3 separate regions of the Sus scrofa genome follow, and all the other regions are linked to region 3. A link is a contact called in public HiChIP or PLAC-seq data. All regions are on one chromosome and are shown on one strand. Each heading gives the region's core, a stretch centred on a gene start, on an enhancer-like site or on the middle of the called end of the contact. The rest is flanking DNA. Distances are from core to core; before and after follow the strand shown.

Region 1 (3,868 bases), core at 1,260-3,759, 100 kb before region 3:
CTAATTATTTTTCAACAAAGGGCTTTGCATTTTCATTTTACACTGGGCCCTGTAAATTATGCATCAAATTAAGTGGCTGGCCCTGTGTGGGTGTGTGTACCTGTACGAGGGAAAGTAAGAGAGCGAGAGACCCCTCTAACATGATCTCTGATCTTTACATCAGGCTGATGGAGGTGTGTGAGTATTTGTGATATACCGATGTGGAAACTGAGAATGAATGAGGTGAAATCAATTGCTCAAGGTGTCATAGGGAGCAAATAGCAGACCCGGGATTTCAAGCTAGACCGCTGAGCTCTAAAGCTTTTGCTTTCCCCACTAGATCAGGTGCCAGTGCAGTCTATAATTCTAAGATTCGTTTGCTTTTTAAGCTACTACTAGATCTCACTGTTCAAGTGACAAAATAACTGTATTGATACCACTCACTGTCTAAGTGACTATCTGCTGAATGAAGCAGTGAGCGAGGGACTGGATGTCAGTGGGTTGCATGGCTGATGAGAGGGAGTGAGTGGGTGGAGAAGTGAGACAGCTGCGGAGTCCAGCAAGCCTGGTCCTGCCATTTATCAACCACGTGACCTGGGCTGGCCTCCTTGACTTCTCTAAGTCCCTGTCTACCTCCTAGGCATGTTTTGCGGATTAAATAAAATAGTGCATTGCCTAACACGTGGTAATCTCCCAAAAGATTATTACTCTTCTTTTAATTAACCTGGCCAGGCTAGTTTTGCTCCTGTGATATCTGAGCTCCAACAATGGAACCCATTTGATTAGTTCAATAGCTAGTGCAAAAACATTGTATTTCTTGATTTTTTTCCTAAATCAAATTAAATTTTTCTAATTTGAATCAAATTAAACTTGGAGTTCCTGCTGTGGCTCAGGGGTAACAAACCCACTAGTATCCATGAGGATGTGGCTTCAATCACTGACCTTGCTTAGTGGGTTAAGGATCCAGCATTGCAGTGAACTATGGCGTAGGTTGCGGACGTGGCTCAGATCCTGGGTTGCCGTGGCTGTGGCGTAGGCTGGCAGCTGCAGCTCAGAGTCAACCCCTACCCTGGGAAACTTTATGTGCCACAGGTGCGGCCCTAACAAGCAAAAAATAAAATAAAATAAAATAAAAAATTAAATTTAGCTTTAGGAGTTCTCATTGTGGCTCAGTGGAAACAAATCCAGCTAGTATCTATGAGGACTTGGGTTCCATCCCTGGCCTTGCTCAGTGGGTTAAGGATCCGGCATCGCCGTGAGCTGTGGTGTAGGCCGTAGACTCCACTTGGATCTGGTGTTGCTGTGGCTGCCACATGGGCCGGCAGCTACAGCTCCAACTTGACCACTAGCCTGGGAACTTCCATGTGCTTCGAGTACGGCCCTAAAAAGACACACACACACAAATTAAATTAAGCTTCATGCTCATTAGCTAATAGGTTGGTGGGACATTCAACATCAGAACTTGTGTGGATATGCAAATACCTCAGGACTCACTCATTCCAAAAAACCTGAGGAGCCACCTTCAGTCCTTTGTAGTTGTAGTTCATTGTCACAGCAGGTGTGTTGCAATCAGATGTGTCTGGCCCAGTTGCTCAAGGCATCTACTCCTTCTATTCTAAACCAGGCCACCAAGAGCTATTATCTGGCTCCCAAAGCCATGGCTTAGTGTTTAATCCCCAGGTGCCATCGTGGTCACCACTGCCAGAAATCCTTGGAGAGAGCCATGTGCAGGTCCTTAGGTCCCCTCCCTCCTCCTGGCTCTGTAGAAATCCAACTCTGCTCCTCTTGAATCTCCAGCGCTTTCCCCTCCCAAAGAGTTCAGCTCTGTCCCTTTAAGGATGTATATGTTGAAACAGAGACCTCTAAATGCCTCCCCCATAAAGAAAGCCTCCCAGCTTGCAAAGGACTGACTGTCCTTCCAGAATGATACTTGAAGTCTTTTTGCAAGGTCCACAGCGGAAAAAAATTAATTGATTGGATTCATTTGTTCATTGGCATACAACGTTCTCCAACTTTTTCATCGTCTGCGAAGACTCCCATGACCCCTTTCTCCCTTGGCCACTGCCGTTCGCATGTCATCCTGTATCTGAACTGCAAAAACTGGAGGAGCAAGGAAGAGAAGGCATAGTGACAGACTAGATTATGTTGCCAATTCGCTCCGTTTCTGGGTGGGAACTGTCACAGCCAACGCTTTGGAATCCCATATCTCTCATCTTCTGAACCCCTTGGGAACAATGAGAGCGGCGGGTGGAAAAAAAAACTCAGCTTGGAAGCTTCGATTTATGGGAGTACATTTATATGTCCCCAGCAGCTGGGTGATGGGTGCGTGGGGCCCAGAGACCTGGGCAGAGTGCCGGGTGACAGAGTATTGGAACAGGCTAGGACACTGGTGTTCATGGAATAGGTAAAAGAAAAGGCAGCGTTAGACCATACCAGCAGTTTCCCCCGACGACGGCAGACAGTATGCTGGGTGGCTACCAAGTCAAAGGCAAGTTTAGAATTTAGCTCCGGCGCAGCAGCAGAGCTTTCGATGTGTAGTGCGGGGCCCTCTAGTGGCCAGTTCTTATTCAGTGACCATATCCTGCTGAGTTGTACACTCACTGCCAGCCTCTGTCCCTGCCTTGTCTTCATTTTGGTTTTGCTAGAACCAGCTATGTCCTGTCATCCCATTCCTGTCATTACTGACAACTCCTTTGGGACCAGCTCAGTGCTCGGGAACAGTTCTTGGGGGACCGACTGATTCAGACGGAGATGGAGAGCGGCATGCAGGTTTTGGGCGTGTGCTCTTGAGAGACGCATCAGTGAGGAAGTAAGGAAGCAGGGGTGGGCGGAGGGAGATGCTAACTCACAGTGTGGTTGTAGCTAAAACCTCAGCTGATTCTCCCGGGAGTTCTGGAGTGGAGATGGCCCCTCAGAATGGTCTCCAGTTGATGCCATGGAATCAGACGTTTGTATCCCCACATCGGTCTGTTGCTGGTCATGTGTGGGCCCCAGAGTGGGGTATAGCCTTGGGTAGAAGCGTTCTCTGTGGCCCAGGGCAGTGCGTAGTGAGAGATACAGCTGGGAGCTCTCAGCACGTCCCCAGCAGCTGGGTGATGGGTGCACTGGCCCCAAAGACCTGGGCAGAACATCACTGCATCACTCCCTGGAGTTTGCAGTCATATTCAGGGGCTCCCCAAACCTGTTGTCTGTACCTTTCCTTTGTCAGTTACCCCTAATGCGGGGAGGAAAAGTCCAGACACAGAAGTCCAGGAGCTGTAGATTCCAGCACAGACTCCTGCTGCATGACCTTAAGTATGCCATCTAAATTCTCCTGGCCTCAGGACTAGCAAGAGCGTTCGATAACCTGCTTCCCCATTCATACTTCACAAAGTGTTCTCACATCCTCTTCTAATTGAATCCACCCGACCAAACTCTCTAAATCAAAGGAGATAATGGAGATGCAAGTGTCTTGAAAGGTTGGAAGCACGATAGACGTGTGAGAGATTATGTGGCATAATTGTTCATTCCAGCAGTATTTACCAAGCACACGCTTTGTGCTAAGCCTTATCCTGGTTGATGAGGGCAGAGAGATGCATTAGGCATAGTTCCTGCCTGCACCTTTGCATTGTTTCTAAGTGGAAAAGACGCGCCCGAGAGAACGATGCCTAAAAACTCTCAGTAGTATAAGCAGGGCAGTAACATGGGTGAAAGAAGCCTCGACCTTTGCAGAGGAGGGGCGGAGGAGTTCAAACTAAAGCTCCATAGAAATAAAACTCCTTTATAGGTAGAAAAGCTGAAGTGGTGAGCTAAACCTTCCCCCCATGACAGCGGAGACTGTGCCTTTCTTGTTTGCTATTGTATTACTTTGCCAAACACATCGCCTAATATCTTGGGACTTAATATTTCT
Region 2 (3,743 bases), core at 868-3,367, 66 kb before region 3:
AGTCTGCAACCTACACCAGCTCACGGCAATGCCGGATCCTTAACCCACTGAGCAAGGCCAGGGACCGAACCTGCAACCTCATGGTTCCTAGTCAGATTCGTTAACCACTGCGCCACGACGGGAACTCCCATTTTATTTTTTTAGAGGACTTTTCTTTTTGTTGCAGAAAGCACTCAGGTCTCCTGAGAATGAAAAAGTACATCACATCACCTTCATCTGGATGATCCAGAGATACGAGTCTCACAAAAGTCAGAGGAACTGGAGCCCAGACTTTCCCCAATTAAATACAGTATTGAAAAAGTAATAGATATTTGAGAAGTGACACCCTATGGCATCTGAGCTTTTCTAAGCCAAGAAAATGGTGTCAATAGTAGTGCTAACACCTTCTATTTATATAGCACATGTTGCATTTCACCATGTCTTCAGATCTATACCTGAGATGGGGGGAAGATATAAATAAACCCGGATACATATGGAAAAAACGGCTCAGAGCTTCTGATTTGCCCACAGGCTCATGGTGAGTCTAGAATCTGGGTTTCAGGGCCTCCGGGTCAGGTGTGGTGCCTTGGAAACAAGGCAGGACCTCCAAGCTGTACTAACACAAACGCCCTTCAGTTGGGGCTGTCCTCTGAGATCAATGTGCACTTGTAAGTCTCCTTAAAGGCCTCAAGGAAAGATGGTATGACTTCATCCACAGTGACGTGCCTCTGCAGTTCCTGACTCAGGGAAGTGACGCCTGTCCCAACCAGCCCACAGGGCACTATGTGCTCAAACCACGTGAGGTCCGTGGAACAGTTCAGGGCCAGGCCGTGGGAGGTGATGTGCCTTCCGCAGCGGACTCCTGCAAGGCAAACCAACGGGTTTTAGAATGGATATTCTCCCTCACCAGGCTTCAGGATCCCTCTCAGTGTGATGAGGAAACTGGGCTAGACCAATGACTTTCCTACTGTTTCTAGAGCACACAAAGGGTACAGATTAGGGGAGGGGGCAAAATGGGAGGGGAGGTGTGTGGCTCCACAGTAGCAGCACTTATTATGGAGATTACAGAATATGTCCTTTAACAAAGAGATTCTGTTGCTTAAAAAAAAAAGTTTGGGAATTCCTGTTGTGGCTCAGCACCCAACGACGCTCGTATCCCTGAGGACGCGGGTCTCATCCCTGGCCTGGCTCAGTGGGTTAAGGATCTGGCATTGCTGGGAGCTGTGTAGGTCGCAGACGCTGCTCGGATCCCACGTGGCTGTGGCTGTGGCTATGGCAGAGGCCGGCAGCTGTAGCTCCAATTCGACCTGTAGCCCAGGAACTACCATAAGCCGAGGGTAGTCCTTAAAAACACACACACGAGTGTCAAAATTTTTGTCACCCTCATTGTCTTCTCCTTGTGACGTAACCTGGCAGTTCATTTCTCGTGTCTCTCCGTTAGTAAAAATAAGCATTGAACGAAGTGACCGGAGGGGCCTTCTGGTTCTGAACTATCAGTAGAGAGGTTTAAAAACTTTTAAACGTAGCGAGTAGTCCTGATTCAAAGCCCGCGCCAGGTACACCTCCTCCCACCCGGAGCTCTGCTCTCAGCACCATTGGTCCGGCCCCGCCCCCGCCCCGAAGGCCCCGCCCCCGGCCCGGCCCCGCCTCGAGGCGCTCACCAATCGCGCAGATCTTCCGCTCTCCCAGCCAGACGCCGGTGTAGGGCGGGGGCCGAGCGCGGGCGCCGGGTAGGCCCTGGAGCTCGCACAGGCGCACCGCCCACGCCTCCAGCGCTGCCACGTGGGTCCGCAGTCGCAGGCCAAGGGGTCGGAGGTCGAGTACCGGGTGGCAGAGCAACTGGCCCGGGCCATGGAAGGTGGCTAGGCCGCCACGACCAGTGGCGCGCACTTCGGCGCCCAAGGCCCGCAGCCGCGCCGCCTCCTCGGCCGTCAGACCGCCGCGCAGCCCGGCGGTGTATACGGGCCCCGCAGGCTCGCAGAGCAAGAGCACGCCCGCCTTGGTCCCTGACTCGGCCTGCAGCCGCCGCAGCCAGCGCTCCTGCAGCGCCAGCAGTTCGGCGTAGGGCACCTGACCTAACCTCACCAGCCGCACCACCGGTAGTCGCATCGCTCCGGCCGCGGCGTCCGCGAGGCCCCGCCTCCTGCCTGGACCTGGGGGCGTTCCTTGAAGGGCGGGGATTCAGGGGATTGTCCCGAGTCTCTGCGGGTGAATGCTTGTTGGGAGGTCGAGAGACTGTACAAGACTTAGGACAAGGTATATCTCTTTCATTCCTTCATTCCAACAAGTATTTAGGCACATGACACAGTAGTGCATAACTTATGAAAAAAATCTGTCCTGGGAAGCTTACATTCTTGCAACAGAGAATAAGCAAGTATTTAGCATTAAGTGAATAAGCTTTTTTCATATAGTGATAGCTGCTATGAAAGGAGAAGTAAAATAGGGTAATTCAAGTCCTGGGTGGAGTTCCCCCGAGGAAGAGGGAGGTTAACATGAAGGAGGTTCTTTGGGGAGAACGTAGTTTCAAGGTCAAACCTCTAAGGCAGCAATGGAAGCAGAATTAGGCAGGAGAGGTTGAATTGTGAAACTATTTTAGCAGAAGCCTCAGCCAATCCCAAAGAATGCTCTGAGCCTGGGATGACCTTCAGAGTAGTTCCAGATTAAAGAAGGAAGCCAGAAACTTAGATCCTTGCGTTGACCAGTGATAATTAGAGGCTATATCTGGACAGGTGCTGTAACTTTGGGCAAGGCTGCTTCCTTTGGTGGAGAGTGATTCCCAGAGAGGAACTGAGTCATGAGCAACGTCCTTTCAGAAGCTGAGGGAGTGACTGTCTAGATCCTGGGGGTGAGTCTGGATCACAGCACCAGTGTTGCATTGGAGTATAATTTAAACAAATCCAAATTCATTCAGTAAACTCAGTGAGTACCAACTATGTGTTAGGCCTAATGCTAGCTAGGTGAAGAGGTTACACAAGGCTATCCCATCCATGAATCACCCACAGCATGCAGAACTCAGTTTTTATGTCCTCAGCCTGTCCTCTGAACTGGTCTTCTAAGCTGCAGCCGAGGATTTTTCACATGAAAAGAAAGAAGAATGAGAAGAAGAATGCAGAATAGTATAATGTAACAAATTACTGCTCACCTACCATCCGGCCTTACCAAATTTTAATATTTTCCTACTTTTGCTCAGGTCTTTTTTAATTTTAGAAACTAAAAACATTGAGCACTCCCCTAGATATTTGAAAGGGCATTTCATAAGAATAGGCATTAAAATCCTAAACAAATACAAGGAAATTTTTCCAGCAATGTATAAATGCATTAATACATCATGATGAAGTAGTATTTATCCCAGGAATGCAAAATCGGCTTAACATTCTAAAATCAAACTGTAATTCACCCAAAAGAAGAAAAAGCATATGATTTTTTAAATCGATGCAGAAAAAGCAGTTGGCAGAAATCAACACCTACTCTGACTAAAACTCTCATCAGACGAGGAAGAGGAGAGAAATTCCCCAATCTGATGAAGGGTATTGTATCAGGATTTAGACAAGAGAGAAAACCACACAGGGAATATTTTAATTATATTTTTTATTTTGAGAAAATGGTCAACTTGCATGCACTTGTAAGGAAAAAAACTCAGAGGAATCCTTTGTACCCTTTACCCAGATCCCCTCAAATGTAGAGTATTGCCAGTGTCACACACAATTGGGATATTGACACTGATACAGTCAAGGTACCAAACATTTCCGTCACCACAAGGAGCT
Region 3 (4,009 bases), core at 1,075-3,574:
AATCTCAATCTCCAAGCCTGATACAGTGTGTCTGCTGTGTAGTAATGTTATAGATTTTCTTAAAATCATTTTGTTATTTGCCAATTCCAAGTACAGGTGCTAATTGTTGATTTTATTGTGCACAGGCATGGCATAAGGATTATACGTATATTATCTCATTTATAACTCTGACCAAATAAAATTCTTTATCATCTACTTTTTCTCTTAGTCTTCAGCTTTCGGTAGTCAAAGGCATCATCATTTACCTAAAGATTTAGGTTTCCAAATCTAGGTATTTTTCTTGATTACTGTCTCTCTATACTCCACACATCTAATTCATTAGCAGGTTTTGCTGACTCAAAGCAAACCCAAGTCACTTAGGTTTTTTTGTTTGTTTGTTTTGCTTCTTAGGGCCACACCCTCAGCATATGGAAGTTTCCAGGCTAGGAGTTGAGCTGTGATGTAGGTCACAGATGCAGATGGGATCCCCTGTTGCTGAGGCTGTGGTGTAGGCCAGTAGCTATAGCTCCGATTTGACCCCTAGCCTGGGAACCCCCAGATGCCCTGGGTGTGGCCCTGACAAGCAAAAAAAAAAAAAAAAAAAAAAAGTCACTTAGTTCTTAATTTCCAATACATATCCTTTTTTTTTTTTTTTTTTGGCATTTCTGCCATTTCTAGGGCCGCTCCCGCAGCATATGGAGGTTCCCAGGTAGGGGTCTAATCAGAGCTGTAGCCACCAGCCTACGCCACAGCCACACCACATCTGCAACCTACACCACAGCTCACGGCAACGCCAGGTCCTTAACCCACTGAGCAAAGCCAGGGATCGAACCCGCAACCTCATAGTTCCTAGTTGGATTCATTAACCACTGCACCATGACGGGAACTCCATATGTACCCTATTTTAAGGCTCTACTATCCCTCACTTAAAAATCTCCAAGAGGAGTTCTTGTCGTGGCGCAGTGGTTAACGAATCCGACTAGGAACCATGAGGTTGCGGGTTCGGTCCCTGCCCTTGCTCAGTGGGTTAACGATCCGGCGTTGCCGTGAGCTGTGGTGTAGGTTGCAGACGCGGCTCGGATCCCGAGTTGCTGTGGCTGTGGTGTAGGCCGGTGGCTACAGCTCTGATTGGACCCCTAGCCTGGGAACCTCCATGTGCCGTGGGAGCAGCCCAAAGAAACAGCAAAAAGACAAAAAAAAGAAAAAAAAAAGAAAAATAGACAATGGATTTCCATGTAGTCTAAATGACTGAGACAAGAGGAGAGGTACAGAATTAATGCAAGTGCTATAATGGAAGAGCAAAGAAAATAGCCAAAAAAAAAAAAAAAAAAATCTCCAAGAAAATGGAAGCTACTTGTGAACAGGCTCTGTGTAATACTGATCACAGCTGTATCTCCAGTACCCCAGCACCCAGAACAATGCCTGGCCCTTAGTGGGCTTTGGCTGACTTTACCTTGAATAAATGCATGTTGCAACCAACATTTGAAGAGGGTGCTATTACTATTTCCATCTTAGAGATAGGAAACAGGCTTGCAGTGGTTAAATAACTTACCTAAGTCCACACAACAAATATCAAAACCAAGATTCAAAGCCCAGGTCTAACTCTAGAGCCTGCTCCATTATCCATTAGGCTGCCCTACTGAAATTCACTGGCTTATGCTGAAGGGTATTTTAGCTGATGTTAGGAGACATTTTAGTTGGAATTCCCCAATTTGAAAACTTCTTGAGAATAAAGTTCACGTGTCCCCTCACACAACTTGGAAGGCACAGCATCCTTTGGATTCTTCTGTCTCATCTCTCATTGCCCTCTCCCAGCATTCCAGCCATAATGAAATTCCTTCTCTTCCCAGCAAACACTCCCCTCTCTCATCCCCTCTGGAAAACCTTCCCTAATTTCTCCATTCTGAGATTCTAACAGGCAGTACTTTATCACAGCTGGGAGGACTTTACTAAAATACTTGTTTATTTCTGTCTTTATTGTTCACTGCTGTGTCCCAGTGCCTAAGTGCCTGGAATAGATGGGGTACTTAATACTTGTTGAATACACGCATGCAAGGGCAAGGATTATTTTATCAGTTTACAAGTGGAAAGACTGCGGCTCCTACAGGTGAGCTATTTTGCCCTGAGTTGCTCACCGAGCGGCAGAGCTGAGAGTAGAAACCAAGGTTCTACAGACAGCGCCTGCAGGGCACGCCCGCACCCCGGCTCCTCACTTCCGTTCGCTCCTATTAGCCCCGCCTACTTCAGCCAGCGCCGTCTCCGAGCCTCGTTTGACCCTCGGCGGCCGCCGTAGCGCGTCGCTTCCGTTGCCGTGGGAAACGACCCGGGACGTGGGGGGCTAAAGAGACGTTTCCCGCCGGCGGGAGCCGCGGTTGTGGCGGCGCGGGGGAGCTCCGAGGCGGCGGGGCCCGGCACGGCGGCACCATGGCGGACCAGTTTTATCTGGAAAATATAGACGAGTTCGTCACGGACCAGAACAAAATCGTGAGGACTTCGGGCTGGGGGATGCGGGCGCGCGACTGGGGTCCTGGGCCCGGTGAGGCCGGCGGGGGCCTTGACCCCTGTGCGTGTGGCCGGGTGGGGACTGGCCGAGGGGGTCTCGTCCCCGTGCCTAGTGTCCCAGAGCGAGCGAGGCCTCGCCGGGGAGGAGCTCTCCTTGTCGCGCGAACCCGCGTCCCTGGGGTGGGCGTGCTGGGCTCTGCGCCCCGACCACGCGCCGCGGGGGTCAGGCGCGGAGGGAGGAGCGTTCATTGATAGCGTTTCTCAGGTCTCTCTACACCTGTCTGACAAGTTTGAAGTCCTAAGTTACCCTTGAGGAAATTTGTGTCTTAGCCGGGTTAAGTGATAAGTTGTGCAAACCCTCCGACCGTCCGTTGTTTTCCTCTTCCCGGAAGTTTGGTGTTGATAGAGGTTTGACCTGCCTCGCAGGGTTAGAGTCAAGATTCAAGTGAGACGATGAATGTGAGTGCGTTTCGCAAATCGGGAAGATTGAGGGCTTGCTGTGAGCTTGGATACACATGACTGCGTTTAATCTTTACAGCGACCCGCTAGAAGTCGGTGGAAGTATCCCTACAAAAGGCAGTTGAAGCAGAGGGACCAGATAATGTCTTTGCTTGCGGTTAGTAAGGGATAATCAGTTTTCCAGCCTAGATTTGTCTCTTGCTAGTGATTTCCTCCACATCACACCGCTTTTGCCTAACCTTTGTAAGTTTTCTGATTGTTGGAAACTCGACAGGTTGGGAGGAAGTGGCAAATGACAGGAGAGGTCAAGGAGGGATGGCAGGGGGAACAAAGCTTGATGCCAGTTGTTCCCAATCTCACCCCTGATACACTATTCAACCACTTCACTCATTACCTGACCCGGCACCACCTGTGGGCGCTCTAATGTTTGTATGGCTGCACCTTTCCTCAGAAGTTGGAGTCATACAGTCCAGAGTAACCTGGCTTCCGGTTGAGTTTGAAGATAGTTTCTGGTGGTGGCCCAAAAAAAGGCAGAATGTGGGGGGGGGCTTAGTAAAACAAGGAGTGTGAGGAAAGTAAGAGCTTTTCCTATGTATATTCAGGCTTTCTTTTTAGACTCTTTTGCATGAATTGATCTGCGATACAAACTTCTTAGTATCTGCAAGATAAATACCGTGATCCTCCCTGCCCAGACGGACAGCTCTTGGCAAAACTGGGGTGGCATCTAATGTAATTTATAATGCATTATCATCTGAGAGTAAGAATCTTGAGGAGCCCTTGGGACTGACCCTCACTCTGGAGTCATCATAAAACATTTAAAAAATTTCTTCTTCTTGCAGGTGACATACAAATGGCTGAGCTATACACTAGGAGTTCATGTTAATCAGGCCAAACAGTAAGTACAATTTATTTATTTATTTATTTTCGGTCTTTTTGTCCTTTAGGGCTGCTCCCGCAGCATATGGAGGTTCCCAGGCTAGGGTCTAATCAGATCTGTAGCCACCGGCCTACGCCAGAGCCACAGCAACTCGGGATCCGAGCCACGTCTGTGACCTACACCACAGCTCAC

The links. HiChIP or PLAC-seq counts read pairs in DNA pulled down with a chosen protein or histone mark.
Region 1: an H3K27ac HiChIP or PLAC-seq map of alveolar macrophages shows a contact between it and region 3, with 6 times the contacts expected there. The contact joins the enhancer-like site here to the promoter of POLD3 in region 3. A contact is called at or near these places in 2 of 5 promoter capture datasets (fetal liver and liver), 11 of 47 Hi-C or Micro-C datasets (alveolar macrophages, blood, embryonic fibroblasts and 7 more) and 2 of 2 datasets of contacts at active chromatin or transcription factors (alveolar macrophages and skeletal muscle).
Region 2: a contact with region 3 is called in an H3K27ac HiChIP or PLAC-seq map of alveolar macrophages. The contact joins the promoter of LIPT2 here to the promoter of POLD3 in region 3. A contact is called at or near these places in 1 of 47 Hi-C or Micro-C datasets (liver) and 1 of 2 datasets of contacts at active chromatin or transcription factors (alveolar macrophages).

The regions. Positions count from the first base shown.
Region 1 is chr9:8,802,167-8,806,034 of Sscrofa11.1, forward strand. The region is part of intron 1 of LOC106504800 (a long non-coding RNA gene); the gene reads left to right. The region is part of intron 1 of LOC110255398 (a long non-coding RNA gene); the gene reads right to left. Among named protein-coding and RNA genes, the nearest start is that of KCNE3, 18 kb to the right of the region's middle. Within about 2 kb of position 2,510, at least 10 of the 83 cell types and tissues checked have an H3K27ac peak or open chromatin away from gene starts, as enhancers often do. A contact at or near this core is called in alveolar macrophages, where this site is marked.
Region 2 is chr9:8,838,490-8,842,232 of Sscrofa11.1, forward strand. LIPT2 (putative lipoyltransferase 2, mitochondrial) reads right to left here and starts at 2,118. Exons shown (of 2, transcript XM_003129640.5): 1 at 1,641-2,118; 2 at 1-841. The coding sequence starts at 2,088. The coding sequence ends at 612. LOC106504801 (a long non-coding RNA gene) reads left to right here and starts at 2,145. Exons shown (of 3, transcript XR_001298608.2): 1 at 2,145-2,235; 2 at 2,709-2,824.
Region 3 is chr9:8,904,167-8,908,175 of Sscrofa11.1, forward strand. It overlaps POLD3 (polymerase (DNA-directed), delta 3, accessory subunit), which reads left to right and starts at 2,325. Exons shown (of 14, transcript NM_001244235.1): 1 at 2,325-2,463; 2 at 3,780-3,835. The coding sequence starts at 2,404.